3 separate regions of the Hordeum vulgare genome follow, and regions 1 and 2 are each linked to region 3. Evidence: chromatin contacts called from public Hi-C data. All regions are on one chromosome and are shown on one strand. Each heading gives the region's core, a stretch centred on a gene start, on an enhancer-like site or on the middle of the called end of the contact. The rest is flanking DNA. Distances are from core to core; before and after follow the strand shown. Region 1 holds the start of LOC123401011 (ethylene-responsive transcription factor-like protein At4g13040). Region 2 holds the start of LOC123401384. Region 3 holds the start of LOC123401839 (monosaccharide-sensing protein 2-like).

The links. Hi-C and Micro-C count contacts between places; a contact is called where the count stands out from the background.
Region 1: a contact with region 3 is called in a Hi-C map of leaf, with 7 times the contacts expected there. The contact joins the promoter of LOC123401011 here to the promoter of LOC123401839 in region 3. A contact is called at or near these places in 5 of 6 Hi-C or Micro-C datasets (leaf, seedling and an unstated tissue) and 1 of 1 datasets of contacts at active chromatin or transcription factors (embryo).
Region 2: a contact with region 3 is called in a Hi-C map of leaf, with 4 times the contacts expected there. The contact joins the promoter of LOC123401384 here to the promoter of LOC123401839 in region 3. A contact is called at or near these places in 3 of 6 Hi-C or Micro-C datasets (leaf and seedling) and 1 of 1 datasets of contacts at active chromatin or transcription factors (embryo).

The regions. Positions count from the first base shown.
Region 1 is chr6H:231,521,622-231,524,842 of MorexV3_pseudomolecules_assembly, reverse strand. It overlaps LOC123401011 (ethylene-responsive transcription factor-like protein At4g13040), which reads right to left and starts at 1,491. Exons shown (of 7, transcript XM_045094728.1): 1 at 1,339-1,491.
Region 2 is chr6H:230,380,433-230,383,302 of MorexV3_pseudomolecules_assembly, reverse strand. LOC123401384 reads left to right here and starts at 1,611. Exons shown (of 6, transcript XM_045095172.1): 1 at 1,611-2,366; 2 at 2,471-2,847. The coding sequence starts at 2,537.
Region 3 is chr6H:230,959,855-230,962,695 of MorexV3_pseudomolecules_assembly, reverse strand. It overlaps LOC123401839 (monosaccharide-sensing protein 2-like), which reads right to left and starts at 1,430. Exons shown (of 6, transcript XM_045095693.1): 1 at 1,214-1,430; 2 at 1,026-1,133; 3 at 120-686. The coding sequence starts at 1,104. LOC123405331 reads left to right here and starts at 1,678. Exons shown (of 3, transcript XM_045099060.1): 1 at 1,678-1,753; 2 at 2,377-2,663. The coding sequence starts at 1,678.

The DNA of each region.
Region 1 (3,221 bases), core at 242-2,741, 560 kb before region 3:
ATGGCGACGATGGACGGGTGGTTGGACGGTGGGAGAAGGGCTCGAAGGGGTAGGGTTTTGGGCCATGGCAGGATGGCTTAAATAGCCGAGGCAGGCAGAGTGCCGGGTTGAATGCGCAGTGCCTGAGTAGGCTTCTCGGGCTCATCCCTGTGAATGCCGGGTAGGCGGACGGCCTGTCAGCCGGCATGAATGCGGGCAGCCGGACGGTCATGTCTGCTCTGAATGCGCGGGTGGTTCTCAAGACGACGCGGAGAAGGGGGGGGTGGGGGGCGGGCATCGGAATCCGACGTGGCAGATGTTGGGACTCGCCAAAACTTCCCCCGGTTTGGTGCCGTTCTGCAGTATTTCAGACGTCCAGACCAGTCCCGGCAAATTTGGTGACCACTCATTGGATGGACACCCAAAAGTGTCCAGACCATCTGATCGGACATTTGGGAGAGATTTGGTGATCCGCGTTGGAGTTGCCCTAAGGTGTTGTACTAGTCATTGCTACCACTCTCTCCGTTCCTAAATATAAGACCTTTTAGAGATTCCACTATGGCATACGGAGCAAAATGAGTGAATGTATACTCTAAAATAAATCTATATACATCCGTAACTAGTCCATTTTGAAATCTCTAGAAGGTCTTATATTTAGGAACAGAGGGAGTAGTTACCACAACTGACCAAACACACTAGACTCCAGGGCCTACAGAATCCTGCTACACATCGGACATTTCAGAATTATATAATTTCCTAACGGTGAAGTCTAAAAAAGTCATCACATATAGCCAGCCTGCAATGCAACTCCAAATACAGGTTCGGTTACAGATAATTACAGAATCTACCGTCAAATCAAGAACAGACAACACTTGCCAATCAAAACAATGTTTTAGTCACAATTATCATAATACCAATCGATGTAATTCTACCAAATCTTCATGCCACGATTCCCGATTACATCCAGTGCCATGAACCGAACGGAGAAAACATCATAAATAAATAAATCGCAAACACAGGACGCGAGAAGCCTCGCCCAACCACCCAACAACCCAATCGACAAATCCAAAGAACCCCTCAAGGACACAAGAATTTTCTACAAGTCTGCCCCCACCAGTCCCCAACCACCGCCACCTTCCAATCCAAACGCAGAAGAACTCAACCAGAAAGAACTCACAAGATAAGACTGTGGAGCAAGCAAACAAGCATCGTCACAGCCAAGAACAGGCGCGGAATTCACGGAAACAAGAAAGGCAGCCAATACTACATACGAGTCCTGTAATTCAATAACCATGACGGCGACCAGAACCAATGCGGCGCGACGTCCAATAGGGGCTGGCAAGAACGGCGAGTACGTACCGGCGGCTTCGCCCGGCCGGCGGCGGCAGTAGGAAAAGGCGGCCCAAGGCCAAGGCGGCAGCGGCAGCGGCCGCGAGACGAGGGGAGAGGAAAAGTTGGTAGGAGAAGTTGGCGAGGGATACAAAGAGGGTGGCTCACATCTACCACCTTTGTTTCTCTCTCCTTCGCTGCGACGACTCTTATCTCGCTTCCTCTCCTCCCGTTAATTACTTGTGTTTTCTCGGGGCATTTTCTCTCTGTATTATTTTGCGATGAGGATCGGCTGACGCATCGCCTTAGCGGTGGTGGCTTCGGTTCGTCGTATGACGGTATGAGGGCTTTCTCTAAAAAATGCACCAGGGATGCTAACCGAGACGAACACAAAGTTTTTTTTTAAGGACACAATATTTTAAGATTTACAAAACCATCATACACGTCTCATAAATGATGGAAGCTACGCGTTATTCATCAAATTTCAAAACCTAAAAAAGAAGCAGGGATCAATAACATATTTTTAATATTACTAGTTTTAACGATAATTCGTGTCTCATTCATATAATAAAGATTAAAGTATGATGGTTATTTGATAGAAAACGCGGCAGCAGGACAATCTCAAGGCCCATGAAAATAGACGAAGACCTAACCACATGAGGGGTCCTCGGAGCTCGGATAGGCGGCAGGAATTCCTCTTGGCGAGCAAGCCAAGATGGTGGCGAGTTGGATCATATCGATCTCTGGTGAAACCCTAACCCCCATCATCATCTATATAAGGTGGGGGCTAGGGGTAGCTATTCTTAATCTATAGTCATCGAACTGTAATCTCGATAGCCTCTGATACGTCTACAACGTATTTATAATATTAAATTATTAAATGCTATTATATTATTATTTTGCATATTTTATATATCATTTTATATTATTTTTATAGACTAAGATATTAATTTAGTATCCGGTATGAGTTCCTATTTTGTGTGTGTTTGATGGTTCGCAAAAAAATCATACCTACCGAAGTCCAAACATGATGAAACCTTTTGATGAATTTTTCTGGAACATAAGAGATCTTAGAAGGTTTGAGGAAGGATAATAAAACTCATGAGGAGCCCACTAGCCACGTTGGCGCGTCCTAGGGGGCGTCCCGCCTCCTAGGCTTATGGACCCTCGTGGCTCTGGTTGCACTAATTCTCACCCTATAAATTCCACAATATTTCGAAACCCCGAGAGCGAAATCCGAAAAAAATTATCGCTGTCGCAAGCCTCTGTTCCGCCGCGATCTCATCTCAAGCCTTTTTCGGTATTATGTCTGAGGGGAAATCATTGGGGAGGCCATCTTCATCAACTTTGTTGCCTCCATGATGATGTGTGAGTACTTCCTACAGGATCTACGGGTCCATAACAGTAGCTAGATGACTTTCTCTCTCTGTTGATCTTCAATACAATAATCTTTTCTAAGATTTATGGATGTAATCTTTTGCAATGTGTTTGTTGGGATCAGATGAATTATGGGTTTATTGTAAGATTATTCATTGTCTATTTGTGTAATTGTATAGCTTTTTATTTCTCTTCGATCTATTGATCTACTTTCACCAAGTTTGATTGATTTATCTTCAGTGGGGAGGTGCTTTGTAGTGGCTTCAACCTTACGGTGATTATAGCAAGTGACAGAAAGGATAAGGACAGGTATTTATGTTATTGCCACTAAGGACAAAATGATGGGGTTTGATCATATTGATTGCTCCTTCTTTGTCTAAATTATGTCATCTTGCTTATTGCGTTACTCTCTTTATTACTGAAAACGCTACTGAAAGCACACATGCTCCCTTGGTGATTTTGATAATTCATGACAACATACATTGTCTCTTGGACTACACTTTTACCTAAATATTTCAGGATTAGTCCATGGAGAG
Region 2 (2,870 bases), core at 362-2,861, 580 kb after region 3:
CTATTCACCCCCTCTAGTTAACCATATCAATCCTTTCACGAGGCACATCCATCTTCCTCCAATGGTCTTTAAACCAAGGTTATGGAGACCAAGCTCTGATACCAACTGTTGGATCGATAGAATAGGTGTCTAGAGGGGGGGGGTGAATATACTACTTGCATAGATTAAAATCCTAGTCTTTTCTCAGTTTTAATGGTTGGCAGATTTTAACAATTCTAACAAGTCTAGTGCACCCTATACATGCTAGTCAACAAATATAGAAGCGGAAAGTAAAGACTTTGCACATGTAAGTAAGGAGTAGAGTTTAGGAAGATCAACCGCAAAGATAGACACGACAATTTTTGGCGTGGTTCCGATAGGTGGTGTTATCGTACGTCCACGTTAGTGAAGACTTCAACCCACAGAGTGTAATGGCTGTGAGAGTCCACAGAGGGTTCCACCCACAAAGGGTCCATGAAGAAGCGGCCTTGTCTATTCCACCATGGCTTACGTCCATACATGACTAGCCTCACTCACGGTAGATATTCATGAAGTATGCGATCTCCTTGCCCGTACAAACTTCTTGGTTCAACTCCACAACACGAAGTAGGAGGCTCCCAAGCGACACCTAACCAATCTAGGAGGCACCACCCTCCAAAAGGTAATAGATGTGGTAGAGCGATCAACTCCTTGCTCTTGTGCTTCAAAAGATAGTCTCCTCAACACTCAAACACTCTCTCACAGATTTGGCATGGGTAGGAGAGATTGATTATGGAAAGCAACTTGGGGAGGCTAGAGATCAAGGTTCAAATGGTTGGATTGGATTCTCTTGATCTCAACACATGAGTAGGTGGCTCTCTGTTAGAAAAATGGATATCGCAAGTGTAAGTGTGTTATGAGTGCTTCCTCTGCGAATGAGAGGAGGTGGAGGGGTATATATAGGCATCCCCAAAATCCAACTGTTACAACATTATTGCCCAACTCGGTGACACCGAAATGAATCTCGATGGTACCGAGTTGCATTAAATGTGGAAACTTTTGAATTTTTGGTGATACCAACATATAAATCTCGGTGGTACCAATAGGATGCCCTAGAGCAGTTTCCAAATCTCGGTGAGACCGAATCCAATCTCGAAAATTTCGATTCTTGTAATTAGCTCAATAGAAAGTTGGTCACTGATCTCGGTGGCACCGATATGAAACTTGGTGGCACCGATATGAAAGTTGGTGGTACCGAGATGGTAAGATTTGACAGCGGATCTGTGTGACGGGAAATCGGTAGGGCCGAGTGGAAAAAGTTGGTGGCACCAATTTTGCTGGTTTAGCTTTGGACAGAGATATTTTGTGGGAGAATGAGTGAATTTTAGTGGTGGCTATCTCTAAACACTTGAGCAACCAATTCATCATAATACCTCATCCCTTTTTAACAGTATTGGCTTTCCTATGGACTCAAAAGTGATTTCTCACAAATGTAAAATGTAGAGTCTTCTTGCTTGAAGTTTGAGCCAATCCTATTCTTTTCCTTGCATCAAGGGGATTCTCCTCACAATCCTTTGGTCAATATTTTTGTAGACTATACATGAAATATACTAGGTAAAAATATTATTTCAAAAGACAATGTATGTTGTCATGAATTATCGAAAACCACAAACGGATCATATGTGCTTTCAAATTACAAGAATGGATCGAGATCTCCGAAAGGGAAAAAGGGGAAAGGTAGGAGACATTAGTGGTTGAGGAAAAACCGTGTCATTCTTTTCGTTGATCCTCTGGATGACTCCTTCCCCTATGCGCTTTCTGGTTAAGCGGTACGAGATGAGACGTTGGCGACAGTGGCCCACTCCGGCCCCAGGTACCTCCTGCTGACTTGGTTGCGCGTCGCGCTATCGTGGCAAATGGTGTGTCTTCTCCTTGAACGGCCACATAACTTGTGTTGATGTAACTGCTTTGCCCTTAAAAAAAACAATGCCGTGTGCAACCACAAGTGACTATCGAGTAGCCCCACAAGCTCCGGGGCCATCTGTCATGGCTATACCAAAGAAGCCAAACGGAAAACCTCGCGCACAACTGTCAGCAGATAGAGCCATCAAATCCACGCGCGCATTCACGCCCGCATCCGAAACTATTACAGTCCGACCAACCAAAAGCAGCACCCATTAATCTACTCCTTTTCCGCTTTCCCATTAAAATCGACGAATTCTTCGCCGTAGAAATCAGATTCGCGAACGGAAACAGCAGCACCGGAGTATAATTCTTGCAATTTGTTGTGGTTTCTTCCCTCTTGGCTTCGATCATACGAGTTGATATAAACAAGAACTGTATTAGTGCTGTCCCCAAATCCGTGGATTCCGAGTCCGATGGCTCGATCGACATTTTAATTCCGATTTGTAAGTTTGCTCAACACTTTTACCTAGGGTTTCCGATTCCTCGCCTCAAGGGAATTTACAGAATCGTAATCTTTGTCCTTTTTTCTTCTTCCTCTTCGCTTCAGATTTTTGGTGAATTGTCGTGGATTCCGCGGCCGCGGTGCAAGGTGTCAAAGGTGTGAACAGTCGCTATGCAGTACCACCACCGCAGCCGCCTGCCGCCGCCTCCTCCACCGCCGTTTGGCCGAGGCAGTGGCGCCGTGTACCCTGGCGGCCACAAGCAGCTGTACGCTCCTCAAATTCCTCCTCGCCCCCCGCTTCTCGCGCCGCCGCATCGCAGATACGAGGTGCTCATGGAGGCCGGCCGCCTCGCGGCCGAGTACCTGGTATCCACGGGCGTGCTCCCGCCGTCCTCCCTACAACGCGGCGGCGGTGACCCGTGGACTGTTCCTCCCCTGCCTCAACCGCGGCAGCAATCCCCCGCATTCTATGACTGGAGGAGGTACGATGATGTATATAGCAATA
Region 3 (2,841 bases), core at 181-2,680:
ACACTAGTGCATATCACTTAAGTAACTAATTGCAATCCACTATCAGGGATGAATTTAAAGAAGGGGTCTGTAGCAAACCAGGTGAAATGAATCTGGGGTTTTCAGTGAAAAAAACAGACCTGAGACATCCTCCCTTCCCCGTAATCTTTGCAGCACCTTCTTGGCCTCTGCCATTCGGCCCTTGCTGACAAGCCATCTCGGAGATTCTGGCAGGTAAAATACTGTCAAGCCGAAGAAAAACAATGAAGGAACGGAGAGAACACCAAGCATAATTCTCCAATCAGGTGATGGCAAGAGTGACATCCCGAACACCATGCAGTATGACAAGAACATCCCTCCTGACCCGCTGAACTGTGGAAGCGTGTTGAGCCGTCCCCTGATCTCCGAGGGAGCCGTCTCTGAGATGTACAAAGGCACCAGCGTGACAGCCAAGCCGATACCGAAGCCATCGACAAGGCGTGCCAGAAGCAGTACATAGACATTGGGTGACCATAGCATGATTAGGCCGCTGAGGAAGTAGAGAATTGAAGAGAGAATCAGCATAGGGCGCCGGCCAACCCAGTCTGATACCGGTCCGGAGAACGTGGTGATGATGGTTGCGCCGATGAGCGACATGGCCACGATGAGCCCCTCCACGGTCGGATCATTTTCGAGTTGGAATTCCTTCTTGATGTACAGGACAGCACCTGGAGACAAAAAGCGTGCTCTGTTAATCTGTGTCTCGAGTAAAAGTAAAGGACGGCAAGTTTACAGATGAGGGATAATCAAGGAAGTGTTCAAAATCGAAACTTGTCTTGACAATTATTATTATCTTCGTTGGTACGGTGCTGCTTTTAGGGTCCAAGTAAAAATAAGGCAGTTTGCTCAAGGGAAATTACTCCCGTCTTTTGTTCCAAAAAGACTAGCAGTAGCACTGAACAGCATCTGGTCTATAAACTCTAAAGGAAGCTCCCAAAACTACTAGAACCCCCAAATTCACCGGAGCGATCTAACAAAGTAGTAAAACAAATCTGGCTAGAGCATACCAGCAATTGTGGCATTGTCCCACCCCTGCAGCAGATTGCCGATGGAAGCCGCAATCGCGACCAGTGCGGCGCCCGACATCTTCTTCTCTCCACCGAGGATCCCCGCAGCTGCTAGCGCGGAAACCAGCTCAAGATAAACGAACCAGCCACCACAAGCTGGGATTATTTAGATGAAAAATCTCGCCTACCTCTCGAGAACACCAACCAAGAAGAGGAGATGAAGATGGAGAAGCCCAAAAAGCGGCAGTCCCCTGGTGGCTGGTGCGGTAGATCAGAACCGAGCAAAGCCGCCTCAAATAGGAGCCAAGAGATACCCCTCCTTCACTGCCCTGGCTGCCACCGGAAAAGAAGAAGACAAGGCCAGCTTCCCCCGCCAGAGTCACGACAAAAGGCTGATGCCCGCTTGGAATCGGTGTAATTTTGTACACAGGTATTTATTTTACAGCTATATATATATCTATTTATCTCTTCTTAATAATAAAGTGGCTTGACGTTTTTTCAAAACAATTCCTCTGTTTATCACAATTCAACCCGCAGTCCTCCAATTAGTGGGAAAAACATTTAGCTTTTACAAATTCACCCCTTCCTACGGCGTCTTCTTATCCATAGACGAGAGGCGACGGCTGCACGGAGCGTCCAAGGGACGCGGGAAATGGCTAGAGGAGTCGCTATGCTCGCGGGAGGCTCGGCGCTGCGCTCGCGGAGGCAGGCGCGGCTGGCTGTAAGGAGTACGCGCCACCATCAGCTGTTCGCCGCCGTTCGCGTTCGTCGGCCATCCGCGTTCGCTGCCCCTGTTCGTCGCAGGCGGATGGATTCCGTTGGAGCGAGCTTTTGGTAAGGATGCGATAGCTTGCCCCTCTCCACGGATTTGTTTTTTTCCTGCGTCGTTTCTTTTCTCTGTTAACCAGATCTCGTTCTTCTATTTTGCGGGTGTCTAACCAGATCTCGTTACGTCGTCGATCGTTTTTCCTTGTGCTATAATTATTTTGACAACTCTTCACTACCCACACTAATTTAGTAGTAGTACCACTACTTCTAACGGCAGCCAGTAAAAGTCGGAAATTAATTGGGTTGACCTTGCCGTTCGTTTCAAATCGAAATATGACTGTCCAAAGGTGCCATGTGTTTTGGTCTTTATTTATCTCAGCTAATAAGTACTTCTGACAGCAGCAAGTTCACTATTCAAGCATAAAATTAGGTTACCTCGGATCCAAATCTTTTCAAATTTATGCAGAGAGTATGCATCAAGGTTCACAATACTAAGGTTCACCCAGATTATCTTATCCATGTGCGTTGATCTCAATGCAGATCATCTTGCTGTATTTTACAATCGCCGGTTAATTGGCCGCAGCTGTCATCTGGATGACAGACCTGATGATGATGGATAGCAGCAAAAGGAAGAGTGGCGAGGCTGCCACCATCATAGCAGATCGGGTGTGCCCAAGCAACAACAACAAGAGGAAGAAGGCCCTTCTACTATCTTTTTGTACATTGTTGCTTCCTGATGAAATGATGTTGGAGGTGCTACTTCGGTTCCATGTCAAATTCATTCTCCGCTTCTGGTCCATCTACCGCGCTTGGGCTGCTCTTTTGTCCTCCAAGGATTTCTGGAGCCTCCACATGGAGATCTCCAAGCTGGTGAGACCTTGAGACCAGCACCAAAGCTACTCACGCTCAGGGCCGGTCCTGGCGTATGGCCGGAGAGGCGGCCGCCTAGGGTCCCGGTTTGGGAGGGGGCCATGATCGGGGTATATGCAGACATAATTTGTTTTTTTGTCCAGCGTGCAACAACGGCTCTTGTAGATCAATCACTCGA